Linked DNA regions of Sus scrofa: region 1 is linked to region 2. The links are chromatin contacts, called in public HiChIP or PLAC-seq maps. All regions are on one chromosome and are shown on one strand. The core of a region is the stretch at or near the end of the contact, and the rest is flanking DNA. Distances in the headings are between cores, read along the strand shown.

Evidence for each region. HiChIP or PLAC-seq counts read pairs in DNA pulled down with a chosen protein or histone mark.
Region 1: an H3K27ac HiChIP or PLAC-seq map of alveolar macrophages shows a contact between it and region 2. The contact joins the promoter of MARCKSL1 here to the promoter of EIF3I in region 2. A contact is called at or near these places in 1 of 5 promoter capture datasets (liver), 7 of 47 Hi-C or Micro-C datasets (alveolar macrophages, embryonic fibroblasts, fetal skeletal muscle and 3 more) and 2 of 2 datasets of contacts at active chromatin or transcription factors (alveolar macrophages and skeletal muscle).

The regions. Positions count from the first base shown.
Region 1 is chr6:88,785,147-88,790,548 of Sscrofa11.1, reverse strand. MARCKSL1 (MARCKS-related protein) reads left to right here and starts at 2,777. Exons shown (of 4, transcript XM_003356281.4): 1 at 2,777-3,067; 2 at 3,466-3,495; 3 at 3,863-4,010; 4 at 4,013-5,137. The coding sequence starts at 2,981. The coding sequence ends at 4,374. It overlaps HDAC1 (histone deacetylase 1), which reads right to left. Exons shown (of 14, transcript XM_013999116.2): 14 at 5,329-5,402.
Region 2 is chr6:88,694,044-88,699,974 of Sscrofa11.1, reverse strand. EIF3I (eukaryotic translation initiation factor 3 subunit I) reads right to left here and starts at 4,049. Exons shown (of 12, transcript NM_001244624.1): 1 at 3,991-4,049; 2 at 3,831-3,897; 3 at 3,806-3,828; 4 at 2,450-2,537; 5 at 2,093-2,158; 6 at 789-938; 7 at 574-701. The coding sequence starts at 3,993. TMEM234 (transmembrane protein 234) reads left to right here and starts at 4,098. Exons shown (of 6, transcript XM_003482013.4): 1 at 4,098-4,128; 2 at 4,409-4,489; 3 at 4,492-4,559; 4 at 5,629-5,695. The coding sequence starts at 4,113.

The sequences.
Region 1 (5,402 bases), core at 1,528-4,027, 92 kb before region 2:
CAATATTCTCTTCTGCCCTCCTCCCTCCTTTGGCCCCACCCTTGCTCTCCTGGGGGCTCAGGGAACCTCAGGCCAGGACGGGCCGAGCCTTCGCCAGAGAACTGAGACAGACAGGGGATGTGCAAAACCATGGGGTTTCTAGTCTCTGCAGCTTCCTTGCCCCTGTCCATCCCAGAGCCCCCCTGGCTGCCCCACTTCTGTCTCCCCTGCCACTCCGTCCTGGCAAAACCTCCCATCTCAAAGGTCCTGACCACCAGACCTGACCTGCTGAGGCACAGACAGCCACCCACAGGGACACTCACACAAAAAGTAGCCGCTCTCTTGTCCATACACACTCATAGTTACACCCCCAGTCACAGCCCGACACAGTCAGCAACGCAGTCTCAAGGACAGACAGGCCCACGCCCAGAAAGTCTCAGAGAGTCACCAAGAGTCACCAGGCCTCTCTCGCTCTCTCATCCTAAATACAGATGCAGACTCGCACAACCACAAAAGTATACACCTGGTCTCACACACACACACAAACCCAGTCACAAAGTCTCTCTCTCACACAGACAGATACAGAGCAATACACAGTCACACACAGAAAGAAACAGACACACACAGTTGCACACAGGCCCCTGGAGATACAGAACAATGGGCGCATTGTCTGGTCTGGCAGCAGCTGGGGAGGAAGGAGCTGCAGTGTGGACCAAGGAGGCCGTGGGGGCTGCTGTACCACCCCCCACTCGCCCCTGCAGCATCCGAAGCCTCTTCCCTCCTCCAGAAGCCAGATTCAGCTAGGACTTAGATTTGCTGAGGGATTCAGCTCCCAGGTGCCCCCTCCCCAGCCTCCTCTGATGTCTGGTGGGGGGTGCAGAGGCTCCCCTGTGCACCAGACTCCCTTGAGGCTCTGGGGACTCAGGGTCCTTTAGCCCTGATGCTCTCCTCCCGGGACCGTCTCTGTGATTTGCCTGTCATCCCACGGGGCAGCTCCTGGAAATAGGGAGCCTTGGGACCTGCTCTTAACCTCTGACTCCAGCCCCTCCAGGACACACACCCTCCATCCAAGCCCTGCCAGCTGGTGCGGGCAGTGCCTGGCAGCATTGTGGGTTCCCTATTGTGGCTGAGACAGAGAGGCAGGTCACGATGTCCATCCCTTAGTGGCAGTGGGTGGAGAAGTCACTGTCCTGTCAGTGAGCTGCAGTGGGCCATGGTGCCCTTTCCTGTCCCCAAAGCTAACTCTTCTTGCCTCCCATTCTGACCAGGCAGCCCCAGGTCTCAACAGAGAATTCTTCCAAGGCTTTCCTTATAGTTCCCAGCCCCTTTTTGTAGGTCTCTCCAAACTCTGTTACCCGCAGCTACAGGTATCTGCTGTGTGCCCTTGGGCATGTCAGTTTCCCTTTCTGAACCTCTGTCCTAGTCTGTAAAATGGGGGGGGGGGGCACTAATGAAGCCAAGTGTAGCCTTGGAGTGGGGGCAGGGATGGAGGCTACAAGAGTGAGTGCTGAATGTAGAAGCCACCTCCTCTGTGGTCGGACCTGTGGGCGTTCCTGATTTCTTAGGCCCTGAGGTGTCTCCACACCTCATAACCTCAGCCCTCCCAGGAGGCCTTATTTGTAGGAAGGAGGGAGTGAAGGAGGGACGTGCTGAGCTCTGCCTTTGCAACTTTGCTTCCTTCAGCCCCCATCCCCTTCCTCTTGGGGACGGACACACACACATCCCAGCCAGCCAGGACTCTGGGGTTCCCCCTGGTCTGCTCTGGGGGAGTGGCAGGAGATTCCAGCTGGAGCGTCTCCAGCCACCTCTACCTGGCCCCTGACTCCTGGCTCTGTCACTCAGGCAGGGCCGAAGGCTGGCCTGGTAGCTTGGAGGCTGTCCTCAAGGGGCCATTCAAGGCCTCAGGAACTGGCATGATTTAAGGTTTGTTGAATCCCTTCCTGGGCTTCTTCTGCCAGCTTGGGGAGGGTCTCTGATGCAGGGGAGCCCATGACAAGGGAGAGTGTCAGAGTCAGACAGGTTATGTCCTCATCTGTGAGCCTCAGGCTCCTCAGCTTTCCAACCGGGATGGAGATGCCCCTCAAGGTCACAAGACCACCCCAGACAGGACTTTGACATAGATCCAGGCTGAGGGCAGGAAGGGCCAAGGGTGAGCTTGTCTGTGGGGGTTCGGTGTGACTGGCCACCAGAGGACTGAGAAAAGGAATGAGGGACAGCCCTCACCAGTCTGATCAGAGCGACCCTGCAGCGGGTCAGACTTTCCAGGCTGCCCGGGGCCGGCAGGCAGGAACCTGGGCGGGACCTCGTACTGGTCTCCCGGCCTGAGGGGGTGCAGGACCCAGCCCTGGCCCTGCGGCTTCCACGATCACATTCTCTGGAGCATAACTCGGGACCAGCCGGCTAACGAGTCTGGGCATGTGAGTCTTTCGCAGAGTTCTACGAGGACACTGACTGGGCTGCCAGTGCCCAACCAAGGCTATAGGGGCCACTCCAGAAGCTGGGGTGTCCACCCTGAGAGGTGGGCGGTGAGAGGAGAGGATGACTGCCTTCTCCTCTTTCCTCTAGGAGCCCTTCTCCGCGCGGCTCGCGGAGGCGCCCCCCCTCTCCTTCCCACCCTGGACCCCACCTGCCCCGGCAGCCGTGTGGGCTGGGGGGGCCCAGACCGCCAGCGTCTCCCACTGCGCAAGTGGGGCCAGCGACCTGAGCCCGCCTCCGCCCCTCGATTGGGCGCTCATTTAAATGTCCGGCCCCGCCCCGAGCTCCGGGCGCGTATATATGGGCGGCTCGGCGGGCGGCGGGCGGCATTCTGGCGCGGAGCAGAGAGGCGGCGGGCGCAGCCAGCGGGTCGGGCACGGAGCGGGGGTGCAGTCGGTTTCCCCCCGACACCCCTCCCCCTCAGGCGTGAGCCCCACCCCTCCGCCGGCCAGGCCCACCCGACCGAACTATCCCCTGCGGCGCGAGCCCGGGGTGGCTCCGGGCGCCCCCCAGCAGAACCCCCACCATGGGCAGCCAGAGCTCCAAGGCTCCCCGGGGCGACGTGACCACCGAGGAGGCAGCAGGCGCTTCCCCCGCTAAGGTTAACGGACAGGTGGGTGCGTTCGGCCCGGCCCGACCCGGCCCCCTCCTCTCACACCTCGCCCCCTCTAGGGCCCCGGGCCGGGGCCGCGCGCTTTGTCCGGCCCGGGACACGCGGCGCCCCCTCCCCCGCCCGGTCCCTTTGTTCTCGGCGCCGCAGCCCCCGCGGGCGAAGCGAGGGGAGGGGCGGGGAGGGGGCGCCGGCCGGGCCCCGCCGCCTTCTTTGTTCGCGGCCCCGGCCCCCGGCGCTGCCCCCGGCCGCCCCGAGGGCCGCACGGGGAACAAAGGCGCTGCTGGGCCGCGCCAAGGGGGCACCCGGGGACCGCGGGGCGGGCGCCAGGAGGGGAGGGCACTCCCCCCGCAGACCCGACCTCAATAGCCCACGGCCTTTTTTTTTTTTTTTTTTTTTAGGGAGGAGCCGCGGCGTGGGGAGAGCCTGAGGTGGGTGGGGGCCGTTTACACAAAGCAAGAGGCAGGGAAAACAGGCGGTCCAGGTGCGGCGAACAGCGCCCCGGGGCGGCTTCCCGCCCAGTGTCGGCCGCTCGGCTCCCTCGCCCGCCCGGGATCCGCGGCCGCGGGCGGCTCTAGCGCCGAATAGAGAGCGCGCCCCGGGGGAGGGGGCGCCCGGGACCCCAGCGCCTCCTGCCGGCCGCGCCGGTGCGGGGCAGGAGGGGGAGGCTTGACGGGATGCCGGCTCCGGGGGTGCGGCGCAGTGAGTCGGGACCCCGTTGTCTGCGAGAGGTCAGGGGCGGGCTGGGGGAGGGGAGTCAGAGCCCCGGCCCTCACTGCTGTCTCCTCTGCCTTGCAGGAGAACGGCCACGTGAAAAGCAATGGAGACTTATCCCCCAAAGGTGAAGGGGAGTCGCCCCCCGTGAACGAAACAGAGGAGGCAGCCGGGGCCACTGGCGATGCCATCGAGCCAGCACCCCCTGGCCAGGGGGCTGAGGCCAAGGGGGAGGCCCCCCCAAGGAGACCCCCAAGAAGAAGAAGAAATTCTCTTTCAAGAAGCCTTTCAAATTGAGTGGCCTGTCCTTCAAGAGAAATCGGAAGGAGGGTGGGGGCGATTCGTCTGCCTCCTCGCCCACAGAGGAAGAGCAAGAGCAGGGGGAGATCGGTGCCTGCAGCGAGGAAGGCACTGCCCAGGAAGGGAAGGCTGTTGCCACCCCTGAGAGCCAGGAGCCCCAGGCCAAAGGGGCAGAGGCTGGTGCTGCCTCCAAGGGCGGAGACACAGAAGAAGAGGCAGGGCCCCAGGCCACAGAGCCATCCACTCCCTTGGGGCCGGAGAGTGGCCCTACACCAGCCAGCGAGCAGAATGAGTAGCTGGGTGGGGGCAGGTGGGTGACCTCTAAGCTGCAAAAACTGTGCTGTCCTTGTGAGGTCACTGCCTGGACCTGGTGCCCTGGCTGCCTTCCTGTGCCCAGAAAGGAAGGGGCTGTTGCCCCCTAGCCACGTTCCCTCTCCTCTCCCTCCTGTGGATTCTCCCATCATCCATCTGGTCTTCCTCCTAAGGCCAGCTGAAGGTGGTCCCTTGCAGTCTCCCCAGTTAGGTTAGTGATGTGAAATGCTCCTGCCCCTGGCCCTCCCTCCTTCCCTGTCCCCACCCATGCAGAAGGCAGTTGCTGGTTTTCTCCCCCAATTCTTTTCCAAGTAGGTTTTGTTTATTCCCCAAATCCCTGAGCCAGATCTGGGGGTGCCTACACTCCCAAATCCTGAGTGTCCAGCCTTCCCCTGTTGAGTTTCTAGTCTCTCGTGCTGTGCCTAGTGGCACCTGGGCTGGGGAGGACAGAGCCCCTGTCTAGGTTTTTATAAATGTCTTACTCAAGTTCGAACCTCCAGCTTGTGAATCAACTGTCTCTTTTTTGACTTGGTAAGCAAGTATTAAGCTTTGGGGTGGGGGGAGGTCTGTAATGTGAAACAACTTCTTGTTGTCTTTTTTTTTTCCCCCTCCCATTGTTGTAAATAACTTTTAATGGCCAAACCCCAGATTTGTACTTTTTTTTTTTTCTTTTCTAACTGCTAAAACCATTCTCTTCCACCTGGTTTTATTGTAACATTTGGAAAAGGAATAAATGTCGTCCCTTTAGTGGTGCTTTTTAATGAGTGGTCTTCTGGGGTAGGGTAAGAAGACTGGTTAACCTCAAGCCTTGAGGAGGGTTAAGACAGGTAAGTCTGTGGGGTTTTTAGGTTGTTGAGGGGTTGCCCAGATCCTCGTGTACACTTAAGGGCAGGGAAGTGGAAGTGAAATGAACCCAGGGATACCACTAGGAGACAGGCTCAGGAGGGTATAGAAATGTACCATTTTATTACAAAGATTCGCACAAAAATGGAAATAGTATCTCAAAAAGGAA
Region 2 (5,931 bases), core at 2,800-5,299:
CTTTGTCCTCAGAGCCTAGCATAGGGCCTAGCACTCAATAGTGGCAGGAAAATACTTAGCTGTGATTATTATGAATATATCCTGAGTACTTGGTGACAGGTTTTTTTGAACACCTGCTATCATTCAATCTTGAAACATCTTACAGATGAACAGGCAAGTTATGTAATTTGCCCAAGATTACATACTTGGAAAGTGGTGACATCTGTGTATGAATCCAGCCCTCAATCTACCCACTGGGCTTATAAGCTACTGCAGTGACAAAGCCAGCTCCCCAACCTGCCATGCTGCAAGAGGACTCCCATACATAATCATTCTGGGAGTTTCTGCTGTGGCTCAGCAGGTTAAAAACCAAATATAGTGTCCATGAGGATGCAGGTTCAATCCCAGGCCTCACTCAGTGGGTTAAGGATCTGGCGTTGCTGTGGCTGTGGCTGTGGAGGAGGCCTACAGCTGCAGCTCTGATGTGACCTCTAGCCTGGGAACTTCCTTATGCTGCAAGTGCAACCATTAAAAAAAAACAAAGAGAAGAGAGAGAATCATTCCGATGGGCTTAGGTCCCACCCAGTCTCTTACCTTGGCGCTATACTGGTTGAGCTCTCCACCCTCATGGCCCGCAATGATGCACTCTCCCAAGGGTCCCCAAACAGCACTGGTGATCTTGGAGTCATTGCAGGGGATCTTCATGTAAGGCTCGTTGCTGTCTGTGTGGGGCAGCAGCTGTCAGGCCCTGGGCTCTGGAGCCACATCCTTCACCCCAACCCTAGTCCTTAGCCCCAGCGCCGGCTCACCAATCTGGCTCGGGTCCCGGAGATCAAAGAAGCTCACGAAGCACTGGTAGCCCATCTGCTTGTCCGTGGAGAACATGATGATGTTGCCCCCAAAGTCAAAGCCACAGGTCCGGACTGCTGAGTTGGTCTTGAGGAGGGCCAACTGTTTCCCTGTGGATAAGCAGAGCCTGGGCTACCCCTTGCCCTCTGCCACTGAGGGGAGGACCTTACACTTGCCTATCGTCACATCGAGCTGTTTCTCCTGTGCTGGTGACTCCTGTCCCCACCCTACCTGCTTCCTCACTGCTGTGCTTTGGCTCAAGTCTTTTTTTTTTTTTTTTTTTTTTTTTGCTATCTTAGAGCCTCACCCGCAGCACATGGAGGTTCCCAGGCTAGGGGTTGAATTGGAGCTACAGCTGCCGGCCTATACCACAGCCACAGCAACATGGGATCTGAGCTGTGTCTGTGACCTACACCACAGCTCACGGCAACGCCAGATCCTTAACCCACTGAGCAAGGCCAGGGATCAAACCTGGGTCCTCATGGATGCTAGTCAGATTCATTAACCACTAAGCCACGAAGGGAACTCCTGGCTCAAGTCTTTTAAGTTTCTCCATAGTCCCCCCTCAGACACCCTGCCACGGTGGCACTCAGAGTGGACTGCATTATATGTCTCTGCCTCTGGACGTGCTCCTCCCCAGCAAAGACCTGCTCTAGCTCTCTCCATGTCCACAGAAAAGAGTTACTAAACTGAGCGGCTTAATAGGCTCCCCTGTCTCCTGTCTGTTCCTCCAATGCTCCCCATGCCACCTGGGTTTGTCAAACATGCTCTTCCCTGCTCAGGGACCTCACAGCATGCGGAGTCCTACAGAACAAAGCCCTGCTCTGAGTTGGCATTCAAGGCCTGGTCTGGCCAAGCCTGCCTCATCTCCACTGCTGTCATTTACATCTCCTAAGTAGCAGAAATTCTTGCCTGATGAGATGACTTGGACATGACCCTTGCCGTGCGTTCAGTCCTGCATGGGCCAAAGCAATGACCTCTTTCTCATCCTTCAAGCCCTGGCTCATATGACATTTACCATGGGAAACAGTCCCAGGCGGCTCCCATCCCCATTCCAGGCCGTCAGTTGACCCCCTCTGGCCTTCTGCAGTGCTCCTTGCTTTCTCTCACATGGTCTGTGTCTTACTGCAGGGCCTCTTTTCTTATCTGTCTCTTTTTCCCCAGACTAGGAACCATCTCTGGATTTACCTCTACTTCTCCAGAACCTGGTCACCTAAACCAGTGTATCGTAGGTCCTCACTGCTGAAAAAGGATCCAGGCTTACCTGTTTCACAGTCCCAGAGACGACAGCTGTTGTCAGCTGAGCCGGTGAGGACATGCTTGGTGTCCCCTGAAGAGGGTGTTAAGAAGCACGACAGAGCTCACCTGAACCCTTGTCCTCCTGGAAGGCCAACCTCCCAGACAGCCCCCTTCTTCTCTGATCTCAGAACATCATAACCTCCTCATCCAAAATGGAAACTTGTCCTAAATGTTCTCCCAACCGATGAATGGACCAAAAAGTAGGAGGTAGGTATCATTCTCTAAACCCACAAGAGCATCTCAAACTCCCAACTCCAAGTCAGCTGCCTCTCTGCTGCTGGCTGACGCTGGGAGCATGGACTCAGAGCACAGACAAGGATACAGTCAGCGTCCACACACCACACAGCACCGGTGTGGCCCATGTAGGTGCCCAGCCTCTCACCATTCACAGAGTACCATACATTGACAATCTGGAGGAATCAATGACAATGTGACAGCCTGACAGGTGTCCCAGCAGAGCAATGGCCTCCTATTTTCCTCCAGGGGCCCCAGCAGGCTCCAGCCCAGCCAGATTCTGCCCTCTCCTGCTCGTCTCTTGGGAAAGAGCAGGTGGCTGTTAAAAAAAGACCAACTCCTAGATTCTCCTCCTTCCCGCTGGGGAGTCTGAAGGCTTGCAAAAAGTCTCCATTTGCCACTATCCCAGCCAGTCCTTCCCCAGATTCCTAAACCCTCAGAAGAATAAAAGATCAAGTTGAGTGCCAGCCTAAAAAGCAGCAACTTTGGTGCTCTGTCCCAATGGGAGCAGGTGGTAGTAAGAAAGCCTGGGTTCCAGTCCCTGCTCTGCTATTCTCTCACAGTATTATCTCAAAATGAAGCCTCTCCCCTATGATCTTCGGTTTTCCCATCTGTAAAGTGGCCATGACAATAATGCCTTCTTCAAAGCATAGCTCTGCAGCTCTAACAAAATAATGTCTAAGCAATTTATAACATGAGTAACATTAATTAGGTACTCACACACACCAGGTACTGTGCTAAACTCCTTACCTGAATAATCCCCTTTAATCCTAAAGATAACCCCATGAGAGGTACTATTGCCACCTACATTTTGTGAAAAAGGACACACTGCATGGTGAATGCAGTCACGCTGCTCAGTCACACTGCTACTGAATGCAGGATTCAAACCAGGTCTTTTTGATTTCAGAGCCTCCAGTTTAGTCACTAGAGTTAACCTCCTCCATGTGGAGGTGCCTCAACAGGCAGTAATGTGAGGGGCTGTTTGCAGTCACTGACAGGGTAGGGCCCAAAAGAGCTGACTGAAATGACACCAGGGACATCTTCACTAAGGCCACTGTGTCTCTAGCTGCCCAAGGATCAACTTTCCCTTTCTACAGGTGGTCTGTTCCCCTATTTTTGTAGAATAGCTTTCTTTCCCAGAATGGTTTCCCCTCACCCCCCCCCCCGAGAGCTGACCTTCTTCCCCGTCCCCCTTCCACAATGGTATTTGCTTTTCTTCTCCCCGGCTACTCCTTCCTCCTACCAACAACTGAGTTTTTCCTCACTTCTCTCTCACCTAACCACGGGATGGTCTCTCTCTACTTCTCAGAACGGGGCGCTCTTTGATTTCTACCTCGCGGCAAAACTGGCTAGTCTACCCTTCGACCCAGCAGAAGCAACTCGCCCCCTCCCAGGCTCCCTCTGTATGTATGTCCCGCCGGCCCGCCCTCCGGCGGACGCTCACAGGGTCCTTGGCCACCGTGAAGAGAGGTCTCCCTCGCGGTTGTACTTAATCTGCGTAATGGACCGCTCATGGCCCTGCAGCAGGATCGGCTTCTGTGGGGACAGGACGAGAGTGTCAGTGCCCAAAAGAGGCCCATGCCCCAGCCAGGACCCCCATGGAAACACCTCCAACTAAAGAGAACTCACCATACCGGCGAAAACGCTGGGAAGGCGGCAACGTGAGTAGAAGCGGAAGAGGGTTTGACGCCACTTCCGGATTACGGGTCTCCGCCCTTTCTTTCCCGGAAGTGCAGAGGGGCGGCGTTGCCATGGCGGCGACCCTGGGTAGGCGGCCCCGCCCTTCACTCGGCTTTCAGACCCTCATCCGGAGCTCATCTCCTTCTCCATTTCCACCATCTAACCCGACCCCTGATGCAACCCCGAACCTGGGATCCTGGATCCATCTCCCCGGCTTCCCGGGGTCTGTCCTAGTGGCCAGACGCCCCGGAGCCTCCAAGAGGAAGAAGGGATTTGAGGGCGGGAGTGGGGCTGGGTGGCTGAAGGAGGGTTGGACCTGTGTGGTGGGCCTGCGGGGGGAGAGGGTGTCACTCGCATCTCCATCCAGGGCAAGTGCTGGCGCTGGTGCTGGTGGCCGCTCTGTGGGGTGGCACACAGCCGCTGCTGAAGCGGGCCTCCTCCCGCCTGCAGCAGTTCATGAGAGGACCTGGGTCCAGCAGTTGCTGCAGGAAATGAAGACCCTCTTCTTGAATACTGAGGTGCGTCTGTGAATGACCCCTCTCTTGGGGGTAGCCCATAAGAATTTGTTCTCTGGAGTCAGACACGTCTGGGTCAGAATCTGCATCCCACCACTTATTTACTAGAAGCTCTTGGATGAGTCCTTTGTGGGCCTTGAGCCTCAGTTTCATCATCTGTAAAATGGGAGTAATAATGGTAACAATCTTACTGGGCAGTTGTGAGGACTGAGTGAGGTCAGGCACATTAAAGCTCTGAGCATTGGGCCTAGTAACTAATTAGGGCTCAAATCTGTGATTCTTTGAGCTGTATTATTAGTATTTTATTTTTTGCTTTTTTTGGGGGGGGGTGCTGCACCCATGGCATATGGAGGTTCCCAGGCTAGGGGTCTAATCAGAGCTGCAGCTGCTGGCCTACACCACAGCCACAGCAATGCCAGATCCAAGCCATGTCTGAGACCTACACCACAGCTCATGGCAACGCTGGATCCTTAACCCACTGAGCAAGACCAGAGATTTAACCCACAGCCTCATGGTTACTAGTCAGATTTGTTTCCACTGCACCACAACAGGAACTCCTAAATATTTTAGTATTTTATTATGGTGATCCCTCCAACAGACCTTTCTTGGGGGAGGGCTTAGGTTCAAATTGGCCTTGTGGAGGAGGATAAGGAAGGATATAGAGAACTATTTCTGACCCCAAAGCTCCCTGTCTAAGCTAATGGGAAAGACAAGACATAGACACAACTGCCTCTTAGGCTAAGGGCTTTAGGTGAGGTACAGATAAAGTGCATTAGTTCAGAGGACGGAGGCTGGAGGTAGGAGACTGGGGGAAGGCTTTGTGGAGGTAGGGACATTGGCACCCAGAGACTTGCAGAATGGGGAGGATAGGAACCAGCAGGCTGAGAGGGAGGGCATTCAGGGCAAAGGCGTGGAACTCAGTGACTTTCCCTCCACCCTGGAAGGGTCCTTTTCAGAGGGTTTAGTCCCCAGGCTCTTATAGCCACCTCTCCATCCAAGGAAAACTGTATCTCCAAGTTCAAAGAAAGCAGCTAAGTTAATCACACTGACTGCAGTTTTCTTTTGTTTCCAGTACCTGATGCCCTTTTTCCTCAACCAGTGTGGCTCCCTTCTCTACTACCTCACCTTGGCATCAACAGGTGGGTCTTTGGCTTAAAACTGCTATGCGGTAGTGGTGGAGGCTACTCAGGAGAATCACTGTGGGGAGAATATCTAAAATACCTTGTTGGAGCCTCCATCATGGCTCAGCAGTTAACAAACCCGACTAGCATCCATGAGGACGTGGGTTCGATCCCTGGCCTCGCTCAGTGGGTTAAGGATCTGGCATTTCTGTGAGCTGTGGTGTAGGTCACAGATGTGGCTCGGATCCCAAGTG